3 separate regions of the Zea mays genome follow, and all the other regions are linked to region 1. Evidence: chromatin contacts called from public Hi-C data. All regions are on one chromosome and are shown on one strand. Each heading gives the region's core, a stretch centred on a gene start, on an enhancer-like site or on the middle of the called end of the contact. The rest is flanking DNA. Distances are from core to core; before and after follow the strand shown. Region 1 holds the start of LOC100278465. Region 2 holds the start of LOC100279962 (Splicing factor arginine/serine-rich). Region 3 holds the start of LOC100275916.

What was found. A called contact is a pair of places that touch in the nucleus more often than the background predicts.
Region 2: a contact with region 1 is called in a Hi-C map of ear, with 2.3 times the contacts expected there. The contact joins the promoter of LOC100279962 here to the promoter of LOC100278465 in region 1. A contact is called at or near these places in 3 of 25 Hi-C or Micro-C datasets (ear, endosperm and tassel).
Region 3: a contact with region 1 is called in a Hi-C map of ear, with 1.8 times the contacts expected there. The contact joins the promoter of LOC100275916 here to the promoter of LOC100278465 in region 1. A contact is called at or near these places in 2 of 25 Hi-C or Micro-C datasets (ear and tassel).

The regions. Positions count from the first base shown.
Region 1 is chr1:69,182,004-69,185,859 of Zm-B73-REFERENCE-NAM-5.0, reverse strand. LOC100278465 reads left to right here and starts at 1,876. Exons shown (of 6, transcript NM_001151737.1): 1 at 1,876-1,926; 2 at 2,009-2,128. The coding sequence starts at 2,090.
Region 2 is chr1:69,324,831-69,328,626 of Zm-B73-REFERENCE-NAM-5.0, reverse strand. It overlaps LOC100279962 (Splicing factor arginine/serine-rich), which reads right to left and starts at 1,616. Exons shown (of 13, transcript NM_001361010.1): 1 at 1,310-1,616; 2 at 989-1,027; 3 at 761-909; 4 at 494-569. The coding sequence starts at 1,506.
Region 3 is chr1:69,379,046-69,383,108 of Zm-B73-REFERENCE-NAM-5.0, reverse strand. It overlaps LOC100275916, which reads right to left and starts at 1,709. Exons shown (of 1, transcript NM_001149855.3): 1 at 324-1,709. The coding sequence starts at 1,649. The coding sequence ends at 513.

The sequences.
Region 1 (3,856 bases), core at 627-3,126:
AGTCCGAGCCCTGGGGTCGGGCGGAGCGGAGTTCGCCGTCTTCCGGGTCTTAGCCCGAGTCCGAGCCCTGGGGTCGGGCGGAGCGGAGTTCGCCGTCTTCCGGGTCTTAGCCCGAGTCCGAGCCCTGGGGTCGGGCGGAGCGGAGTTCGCCGTCTTCCGGGTCTTAGCCCGAGTCCGAGCCCTGGGGTCGGGCGGAGCGGAGTTCACCGTCTTCCGGGTCTTAGCCCGAGTCCGAGCCCTGGGGTCGGGCGGAGCGGAGTTCGCTTATGGCGCCTTTGGCAAGGCCTGACTGCCTGTCAGACTCACTCTGTCGAGTGGCACTGCAGTCGGAGTGGCGCAGGCGGCGCTGCCCTTCTGTCAGACTGGTCAGTGGAGCGGTGGAGTGGCGGCAGTCACTTCGGCTCTGCCGGGGGCGCGTGTCAGGATAAAGGTGTCAGGCCACCTTTGCGTTAAATGCTCCTGCAACTTGGTCAGTCGGTGTGGCGATTTAGTCAGGGTTGCTTCTGAGCGAAGCCAAGGCCTCGGGCGAGCCGGAGGTGTGTCCGCCGTAAAAAGGGGGGCCTCGGGCGAGACGGAAGTCTCTCGAGGTCGGCTGCCCTTGGCCGAGGCTAGGCTCGGGTGAAGCGTGATCGAGTCACTCGTGTGGACTGATCCCTGACTTAATCGTACCCATCAGGCCTTTGCAGCTTTATGCTGATGGGGGTTACCAGCTGAGAATTAGGCGTCTTGAGGGTACCCCTAATTATGGTCCCCGACAATAAGTTACACGTGAAATCATTATAAGTGTCCAAGTTTTAACATAATCAATACTTCTATTTGTCATTTTCATGTGGGAACATAAGTTTATCTTATTATAGAATGTTTATTAGTCTTATAACTTATTTGCATTTCTTGGCCGACACTAAATATTTTATGAATTTAAATTTTTTGTTGTTTCTACATAAAGAAATTAATAATACACAAATAGCCTTAGAAATTCACAAAATTTTACGGAGCCACAAGATATGACCACATATAATTCTAAAAATGTTTCATAATGAAATCCACGATACACCATCATTTCTTCTATTTCACTTTCACATGTTACATAATTTACACATGAAATCACTCTAAGTATCCAAGTTTTAACATAATCAATACTTCACTTTATCATTTTCGTACATGAACTTGATGTTATCTTCTCGTAGAATGTTTATTACTATTGGTAGCTTATTTGTATTTTTTTTTGTCGACACTAGAATATTTTATGAATTTAATTGTATTTTAATATTTTTCAAAAAAATTAATAATACACAAGTAGCCTCATAAATTGATGAAATCTTACAGAGACATAACATATGTCTACATAAATCCTTAAAAATGGATTCAAAGAGTGGTTAAATGATCACAACAACCGTGGTATGTGTGAAATGGTGTCTTACACGGCATCCGACAAAAAGTCCGTTATCAACGCTATCGTGTTCGATTAATTCCATATCCGATGCTCGACTATCCATATTTGCATTAAAAAACATCCGCATTTACATTCATATCCGAAGCTAACCGCATTCAAATTCAAATTTGAATAAAAATATAAAAACAAATATAGTTTTAATGATATCCATTCATATCCAATCCCATTATATCACTCCGATAGTCCGACTCCGACAGGCGACGGCGTGCCTGACCACGGAGGGGGCCCCAGCCTCCAGGTACTGCGGCCTGCTGGCGCCAGCGCTCGGCCCGCCCGTCCTGTCCATCCGCCCGTCAGATATTATCTGCCAGGTGTCTATCGCAGCGTCGTACGTCCACGTGGAAAAGCGCCCATGCCACGCTGGATAAAAAGGGTGTCCGGCCAACACCCTTTTCTGTCCGTTCCCCTCTCCGTCGCCAACCCAGTAACGGCCCGCTTGGCGTGCGTCGCCGTCCACCGCCGCGACCTCGAGGGTTCGCCGGATCCCCTTCCTCCACCTCCGCCCCCGACCCCGCCGCTGCCTCAGGACGTTCTGACGCTCGCGTTCCTTTGCAGTGTAGGGCCGGGTTGCTGACCGCATCGCCCGGCGTGTCGCTCGGCGTCGGTTCGGGCAGGCCGCGGCCGCGCGCGTGATCGATGGGGAAGAGACCGCCGACCGATCCGAAGCGCTTCGGGGTGGGTAATCGAGGCCCAGCTTCTTACCCCTTTTTCCCCTTCTCTTCTTTTTCCATCGAGGGGTCCGGGCGTCCAGCTCGGCTGCTTCCAGCCCGGGCCTGTTCTGTTTATTTTTGCTAGGTTTATGACCTTGCCTTGCAACTTGCGATACATGACCGACTAGGATGAGGTCGGTTCAGCTCCGTTCAGGCAAGGCACGGATTGGAGCTCCGGAGCTTGTTAGCTACCTTGATTGTGTTCCAAGAAGATGGATGAGTGGAAGAATTGATGGATGAGTTTAGTGTGTCTTTGTCCTTGTTTGTTCAACGACGTGCTGCTGATTTTGATTCAGTTTTATTGATATATAAATACAAGTAGATACATTCACGATAAACACATATACGATGCAGGTACAGAAGTTTTGGGTTGGTTAGTGAGATGGTTACAAGTATGGTTCGTAGCTTTATCCACATCCAACTCCTAGAGTGAAGGTTTTTAGATCTGAATGTAGGCTTACGTTATTGTCTGCCTGTGATTTTGAGCATTTCCGGCATTACTGAGTTAACAGCTATGGTTTTTCCCAGAGCAATTCTGGCTACCTGGTTCATATATATTACCTAACGATGGCTGATTTATTAGTGATGGTTGCTACTTGCTACCTCAGGTCAGAAATTACTTTTGTACAGGGTTTTGTTGCAGATATTTGATAGCCTTTTGGCGGGAATTGACGCTCACAGCTACAGAATGTTTCGTGTGGCTTGCCTGTGAAACCTAAAGCATAGGACAAGTCGAACATGAAGACAATATTGGCTTATTGAGATCCATGTTTGCATGGCAATCATTTAGGAACAAGTACGAGTGTCGGGCTGTGATTGGATAACAGTAGGAAACGGATAGCGTTACAAATCAAGTGTCTGAACTAGATTACTATAGTTGACCTGTCTACACCGGTGCGGCCGTTATTGTTAACCTGTGGTAACAGGCGCTTTCCACTATTGTTTAGGCCTATCCTGGTTACCAAGTTTAACTTTGGTTGTTCTTGCACATTATCTACTTAAAATATTATGTTTATAGTATTTCACAAACATTTAACACTAAGGATCTAAATAGGTATCTCACCTTGTACGAAGGTACCACCAGTTTTCATTTCCTGTTACAAATAGAATATACTCTGTAACAGATATTAAAAAACTCGACTCCCCCGGGCATTTTTCTTAAGAAGAAGATCTTCTCACCTCTGTAACAACTAACAACACATGGGGCAAACAAACAACGAGCTTTAGTCAAAGAGTGATGGAATAACTTTTACCTTTTGTTTTGTTTGAAGGAAGAGATCTTTTAGTTGGATGTAAGTATGGGATATATTATGCTTCATTGTTTCCAATTGTTCTATTCCAAAACGGTATCATAGTTCTATTCCAAAATTGGTGTTATAGTTTGATTGTTGCTATGCAACTTAGTGATGTTACATGTTTGATTAGAATAAATGAACAATGACCACCAAAGGTTGCTTAGTATTAGATACAGTTTTCACTTGCTTTTCTAATAGCGAAGTTTAAGATTTGATTTGCTGTTTGCTGAGAACCTTAGTTAGATTTGTTATTTTGTCAATGCATACGTGGTGGTCACTTGACATTCTATTCTTGTAGTTTTGTGCAGTTCTTTTGGCTAGTTTGGCGAAAGGGCCTCTAGCCTAGTGGTTAAGGGCTTCCGAGTAGCACCTCTATGTCCTGGGTTCGATCCCCCTCG
Region 2 (3,796 bases), core at 367-2,866, 140 kb before region 1:
ATCATACGCTACTCTAATGTCTGATATAAGTGTAGCTTCCCTGAGCAATAACAACCACAAAACATCTTGAAAACCTGTGAGATTGAAGTGCTTTACTCATTTGGAACTTATACCAATGCATGAATGCAATTTTTATTAGCTAGAGCAGCAAAAAGAAACATGAGAGATTGGAATGTCTTTAGAAAAAGGGTGTAAAACAATAGTGATCCATGTGCCATAATAATGACCAAGGAACAAGTTCCTTTTAATATGTTGTCATTATTAGTACTATACTCATATTTTATATCAATCGTCTTGCAGGGTCAATCCTCTGACCTACCCAAGTTGCTAGGGACTAACGCTTTTGTGGTAGCAGTGGTGTCATTTGGTAGAGCAAAGAATTACTGCTATCATTCATTCATGTTTCACATCAATGTTCTGTGTATAAATGTAATTATGTAAGTTGCAAGAGCAAGAGAGGAAATAGAGCACACAAAATTAAAAGCAGGCATACTTGTCAAAGCTAAAAGGAAGAAGAGCTTTTGCCTCCAACTCTTGCACAACATGCTGCAAACCGGCCTCATCAGAAACTGTGAAAAGAAGCTAGGTAAATGTTCAGTTAACTAGTGCTTTGAATTAAGAAATAGCACCCTTTTTCTGTACCAATTTAGAAACAAATAAAGTGTGCATTAGGACAATCCCTCAAGTGATGTAAATGGATGCAAGATATGAAATTTCTACAGCAACAGCAATAGAACAGAGAAACCAAAAAGGTACCGACATCCTCTGCGACGATGCTTAATCAAATCCCGGTAACGTTCAAAATTAACAAATTCCTCTAACTCTTCCTCTTCTTCAGATTTCCCTTGGACTCGAAAAGGGCGAGAGCTCGAGTCTCGGATAAAATCAAGCAATGCACGGCCATCAAATCTGTCCATTATAAATATAATGGGTATCAGTTTTCTTGTACTTAGGATAATCTGTCATAAACACAAGAATAGATAGTTACCTGTCAATCAAAACATCTTGCTTTCCATTCCATTGTATCCTGCAATGGAAGCATAGTGAATGAGTAGTAGCAATCAAGTGATAACAACAAGCCATCAATTCCAATGTCATAAACACAAGAACAGACTATGCTTCATCAGATGAAATTTACAATGACATGTATCCGAGACTCAGCGCCGCAGTATCCATCATCAGTTATTACAGTAAACTATTAACTCGTATAGCATAACTCATCAGACCAAATCCGAAACTGTGCCTACGCTGCGACCAAGCATCGCACCGCACCGATAGGAGAGATGGTGAGAGAGGATTGGGCACGCACAATCCCTGCTGGTCCTCGGTGGCCTGGTACAGGGCGTCGTCGCGGTGAACGCGGCACCGCGTGCCGGAGACCTGGAGCGCCTGCTGCGGGTCGCCGCGGCGGCGGGCGAGGTAGACGGCTCGGCGCTGCGCCCGGCGGCGGGCCGCGTCCATGAGGTCGTGGACCTTCCGCTCCGACCGCCGCGCCTCGTGCCACATCGCGCCCCCTCCTTCCGGAATGCTCTGCTGGAAACCGTGTACGGGTGGCGTGGTGCTTGGAAATCTAACCCTAGGACTAGGAAGCTGCTACAAGCTGAACGGGAATAGACATCTGAACATATTGGCTATTGGCGGTCATTTACGCAGAAAGTATTTCCCAGTATTTAGAACGGAGAATTATTATATTTTAATGACTCTCTATTTATTTTTTTCATAAAGATTACACTCTATACGTAACATCTCAAAGTGGCTAGCCGGATTTGTCTAGTGAGGAAACCAATTTGGAGAATCGAATATTTAGCGAGTTAGATGACTAGTGTCGGTGTTTGGACCGTGGTTCCTTAACAACCATAACAACCAGTAAATGTGTCGCGTGGCTGGCTCTAGATGGTGTACGAGATGACACAAGCGATTCTCCTGGTTCGGGCTACTCAAGGCCATACTTCCAGCAGAGAGGATGAGACTTATATTACTCACATTGTGTTGCCTGTAGTAGGGGTTTACAAGCACAACGGGAGAGAAGTCCCCAAGTCCCTAGAGATGATTGAGGCAAGTGTCAATATCTAAGACAGTGTGAGAAAGCAAGAGTTCATCTACGTGTGTCTCTTCCTGTCCCATGGAGGGACCACTGCCCTATTTATACACCAAGGGGAACGTCCACAGTGAAGCTGAGTCTTATATTCGAAGGAGAGATGTACTGGCGTCTGACGTGACGGCGAACCATGTAGTAGATTCGCGCTTGTTGACTCTACGTAGAGAGTCGAGTCTGATGGGTTGTTCGTACGCTCGAGCCCCCGAGGGAGAGGTCGCTCATACCGTAGTGGTTGTAAACAGCGTCGGGGTATGGGCCAAAGGCTGCTTACGGGGCGCGTCATCGTCCTGCCATGTGATGACATCGAGATTCCCTGCATCACTCATCGAGATCGGAGTCCCTGCTTTGGTTGATGCAGGAGTCTCCCCAAGGCGCTAGCCGAGCCGTCCCTCGACGTGCGCTACAGTCGGACAGAGTGGCTGTCTGCGTGATTCACAGCGCGGTCGGTGGCCGAGGCCGAGCTCGGGCGAGATGGAGAACTTGCCCGAAGGCTGAGCTCGGGGTCGAGCGAGGCGGAGCGGTCGCGCCCGAAGGCTCGTCCGCTCGGCTTGTCGCGTTAGGCATCCCATCGGAGGGCGTCAGGCGGTGTGCGCGCAATGTGATGTAGGCGTAATCATACTGTTGCGCCAGACGTGATTCTTGTCTTGTCCACTACTGTGTTCTGCTGCCACAGCGTGGGTTGGCACATGCATTCAATGCGCCTATACCCCGTCTATTTTCGAGTGCCCTTGTCCTGTTCACTTGAGACTGGCTCGGGCGAGACAGACCGTGTTGAGGCGGCATCGGGCGAGGCGGAGCAAGTGGTGTCGACCTCGGGTGAGGTGGGGCCCTGCTCGAGGTGGGAGACCCTCGGGGGGCGTCTCGGTTGCCACCCTTCAGGGGTTTGATCCTTATTTCTCTAAGTGCGTTTGTTAGGGGGATAATCAGGGTGTCCCTAATTACCGCCCCGACAACTAGTCTGTTGGAGAGTTATTTTGCTATTAAGTAGCCAAAATTTGGCTTGACGAGCCATTTGGCTAGTCTCTTGGAGATGCTCTAAAAGATACTTCTCCATATACATAACATCTCCAACCTTCATTCCTCTATATATTATAATTCATTTATTTAATTTTTTTGTTAGTTTTTAAAGTTTAAAAAATCATAGAATATTTATATTGCTATAATACATATTGTTATCAAGTTAAATAGCTCGAAAAAGATTAATATGGTAAAGAAATGACGTAATTAGCATATAGGAGGAGATTAGAGCTCACTCTATATACGGGGGAGTTTCCTCTCCCTTCCATATGGAGGGAGCTTTGGAGACAATAACACTCCAAAACTTCCTGATAAACCCAATGGGTAGAAGGAAGCCTGATCTATCGATAAGAGTTGATGGAGGTGGAAAATTGTTGTAGAACGACGTTGACTGCTCGACTACCACAACCAAGATGGTGAGGCGCCTTGAGCGACAGGTACACCGTCTCCTGATAACTACAATTTGGGGTGCAGGTCGACGTTGTGCTATCCGACTACAACAACCACAAGGGTGTTGTGCCTTGTTGTGCCAAGAACAGCCATGAACCTGCAAGCAGTCGAGAACAAGCAGACACTCACGGATCTGATAAAGTTGGGGTCCTGTTTCAAGTAACCGGGCGGTCTAGCCGACACACGCGCTTACAAGGAAGTAGCAAAGGCTAAACTTACATCAAACAAAAA
Region 3 (4,063 bases), core at 460-2,959, 200 kb before region 1:
AATGAAGCGACGGTGTGCCGATGCTTCGCTCCAAGGCCTTCTCTTTGTCCCGTGGATGGTATTCCTAGCGCAAACTTACTTCAGGTACTGTTTTGCAACGCGTGATTTGCTATCTGTTTGTATGTTTTTCATGATCACGTTGAACTAATTCTTATGAAGTTTCTGTACGTTTACATTTCAAATGGTTCCTCAACGCCCTGCTACATCTGCATGCTTCTTCAGTCGCTGATAATCCAGGTCTGCAGATGTAATCTGATTACAAGAATTCTTCGTCGACCCTTGGGCCTTGGTTCACGTAATTTGTTTTCTGAAATCCGACCATACGAAATGACAGTCCTTATATTTATTCATTCACTCTAGCATATCTAACATGTACGTACATTACAGACATACAAGGCACGTGCTGCTCGTTGTACAAGACTAGTAGTTCACTTACACGTACACGCACGTACTCAATACAGGGAAAACAGGGGGAAAAGAATTCCTAGGACCTAGACTACAACATCTGTTTCTCAAGATGGCCTCGGAGGTTTCGCCTTGGCATGGGACCCGACAGCCCGCGACACGGCCTCGGCGAGCCGCCCCATCCGTGCGGCCACGTCCGGCGGCAGCGCCGCCACCGCCCGCCGCGGCTTCCTCGGCCCCAGCAGCGCCCCCAGCATCTCCACCACTTCCTCCGCGCCCCACCCTCCACTCTTCAGGTCCCGGCAGCACCGGTCGACAGTCAACGCCAACGCCACCACATTCACCTCGCCGGCGCCGCTGGGACCCTCTCCCGTCACCATCTCCTCCACCTCGCAGAGGCCCCACCCGCCGCGCCTCAGCATCGAGGCCGCCTCCTCAAGGCTGGGCCGCAGCCACTCCGGCGCCGCGCTGGACGCGGCGGCGCTTGTGGCCCCCGTTGGGACTTCCAGGAACCGGTCCCCGGCCGCGGCGGCGTCCGTCCAGAACTCGATCCAGCGCGGGGCCCTGCCGGTGACGGAGTCCAGGCTCCGGCGCGCAGTGGACGGCGGCGCGCCGGACGGGGGCGGGACCGGCGCGGAGAGCTGGCGCCGGAGCGGCGCGCCGGGCGGCGGCTCGGCGGCGAAGGCGCGGAGGAGGAAGTCGGCGGCGTTGGCGCCCGCGAACGTGACGCCCGAGTCGGACACGTAGAACACCGGGTTGCCCGCGAGGCAGGGCGTCGCCGGCACGTAATGCCGGCCGCACAGCGGGACGAGGGGCGGCGGCGCGGCCCGCCCCGCGCGCCGGCCCGGGGCGAGCGGCAGCGTCGCGGCGACGGCCGCGGGGACCTCCTGCGCGGCGAAGCGGAGGAGGCGCAGCCCCGCCGGGGTGCGGTAGTCCGGGAATCCGTCCCCCGACGGCAGGCCCAGCGCGAGGAGCTCGCGGAGGTCGGGCGGCAGCTGGACGCCGCCGAGCGCGGCCTCCGCGAGGGCGAACTCGGTGGCGGAGAGGCCCGGGAGGACGGCCACTCCGGCCGCGGCGAGGTGAGCGAGAAGCGCCGTCGGGGAGGGCGCGGAGGCGGAGGGAGACGGAGGAGCCGGGCTGCTGGGTGCCGAGGCACGGGTGGAGAGACGGCGCAGGCCGGCGGCGTGGGAAGGAGGACGCGGGAGGCCGTGCGGGTGCGACGGCCGGCGGTCGACGTCGACCATTGCGGGATCGCGGCGAAGTCGGACTGTCGGAGCAGAGCGAAGTGGTGTTTGGATGAGGAAGGGCAGTGACGCTGGCGGCATCGGATGTTATACGGGGTCTGGTTGTGGGTCCCGCCCAGATCGGCGGTAGGAATGGCTTTGGCCGTTTGAACTGGGCCCAACGCTTCGCTGAAATTTTCTTTATTGACCCCAGTCCCCTCTAGGCTCCAGCCCTCCTGGAAAAATGAGCACATTAATCGTTTGAAAAAATATTAATAACTTAATAGTAGAATTGATTCTTTCCAGCCATTTGAAATTTACTAAGATAACGGTAGACCGATCTTAGAAAATAAAATTTCATAGTAAAAAAATTGCAAGGATATACTACACCATTAACACCAACGTCATTTCTTTTACAACGAATGGTGTGATGAAGCTTGTTTTTTGTCTTGTTTTATTCCTTCATGTATATCTTATAGTGACTTGAGAAGCAGTCCAACAGAGACATTACTTCGCACCTGCCGATAAGTCGACAATCTTTTTCTATTCTTGCTAAGAGGAAGTTGTCTTTTTTGGGCAGGTCTTGTTGAGGCCGGTGAATCTATGCACATTCTCCACTTCCCGTTTTCTTCTACACCATTAGGACATTGGCCAGCCAGGTTGGGTAGTCAATTGGTTTGATGAATTTTGTCTCCAGCAGACGGTGAACTTTTGCCTTTGCTGCTTTCATTTTTTCATCAAACATCTTGCATATTTTTGTTTTTTGGGGCGTATTGCTCGGTCGGTGCTCAAGCTATGTTCGATGATTGTGCGGCTCGCTCCGACAAGGTCTAGAGCAGACTATGCAAATACATCCTTGTCACGGTTCAAACAAGACAAGAGCTTTTCTTCTTCTGCTTTGCAAAGGTCTTTTTTGGCCCATTCGTTGCTTTGTAATTGGGCCTTGGTCGTGTTTTCTTTGATTGGGTGAGGGCCGCTAAGGTCTTCGCTGTCGGTGGTAAGACAATGCATGTTGCGCTGGCCGGGGACGAAGTCTCCCTTGATGTTTTTAGCGACCTATTGGTCTCCGTATACAGTTATCAGTCCCTGAGGGCCCGAGATCTTCATACACATGTACAAACCTTGTATAACTACCTCAAGTTTGTTTATTAATCCTCGCCCCATGATGGCATTGTATGGATAGGCCATATCAACTATATCGAAGATGATCTGCTCGCTTCGTGCATTTGGGGCTATGTCGAGAGATAGCGGCAACTCTATTTTGCCAAGCGGAAAGGTCCTTTTTCCTCCGAAGCCGTAGACATGGTTGTCTGCTAGCTTGAGTAGATTGTGGTTTATGCCCATGCTGTCGAAGACATGCAGGAAAATGATGTCAACTTCGTTGTCATTGTCGATGAGGACTTTGTGCAGGTCCCACCCTGCGACTCTGCAGTTTATCGCTAGCGCGTCTGCATGGGGCACACTGCGGGGTCGACGTCTCTTGCATCGAAGGTGAGTGGTACACGTGACCACTTTGTTTGGACCACATGGACGCTGAGGGCTACATGATTAACCCTTCGGTAGTGCTCTTTTTTCTACCACTTGTTTTCGAATTCAGTGTTGGACCCTCCGGTGATCATGTGGATGACTCCCTTGAAAGGTGGGGCAATGAACTCCTCTTGCTTATGCGGGGGGGGGGGGGGGGGGGGGGGGGGGGGGGGGGTTGTTGATGGCGTCGTTGGTTTGCTTGTTGCGGTAGCGAAGGGGTGGCATGGCTAATTGTTCTTGGTGCTGGAGGCGTGGTTGCTAGGGGAAAGCATGAGTGTAGTTTTGTTGGTGTTAAGGGTAATATGGATGTTCATTTTGGCATACAACACACCAAAGATAATTGGATAAAATAGTAACACTATGATAGTACAACATAGCACATTACATGTTTTATTATATGGTCATTAAATTGTCGTTAAACCTTCTATGATATTATAGTCTAAAAGATTATTAAATAGTAAAAAAGATGTATGACTAAAGTTCAAGTTTATGCTTGGGCTAAGTTTATATTGGATATTTTATACCCACGGGTTAACGGGTATGGATGAATGCGGAAGGTTCTAATATCCGTTTACCTATTGGGTGAATTTTTTTTGTCTAATAGCAGACTCACGGGTATAATATTTAGCCCACATATATATTATAATAGAGTAAATACCCATCGGATATTAGGTCGCGGATACCTATTGCCATCTCTAACCGGCACGGAGCTAAGCTCGTCGGTGGTAGTCGCCTGGTGGGTTGCGCGGTGGTGGAGGGGTTGCGGGCGTAGAGCCAACCTCGAGCTCGGTGTTGGGAGGCTCATGGGGGCAGAAAACCAAAGAGAACGCGGCTTTTTGATTCACCCGAGCCGGGTGTCGGGTAGCCAGCGGCCAGGAGGATCGCCGTCCCTCTCCCTGTCCCTATGC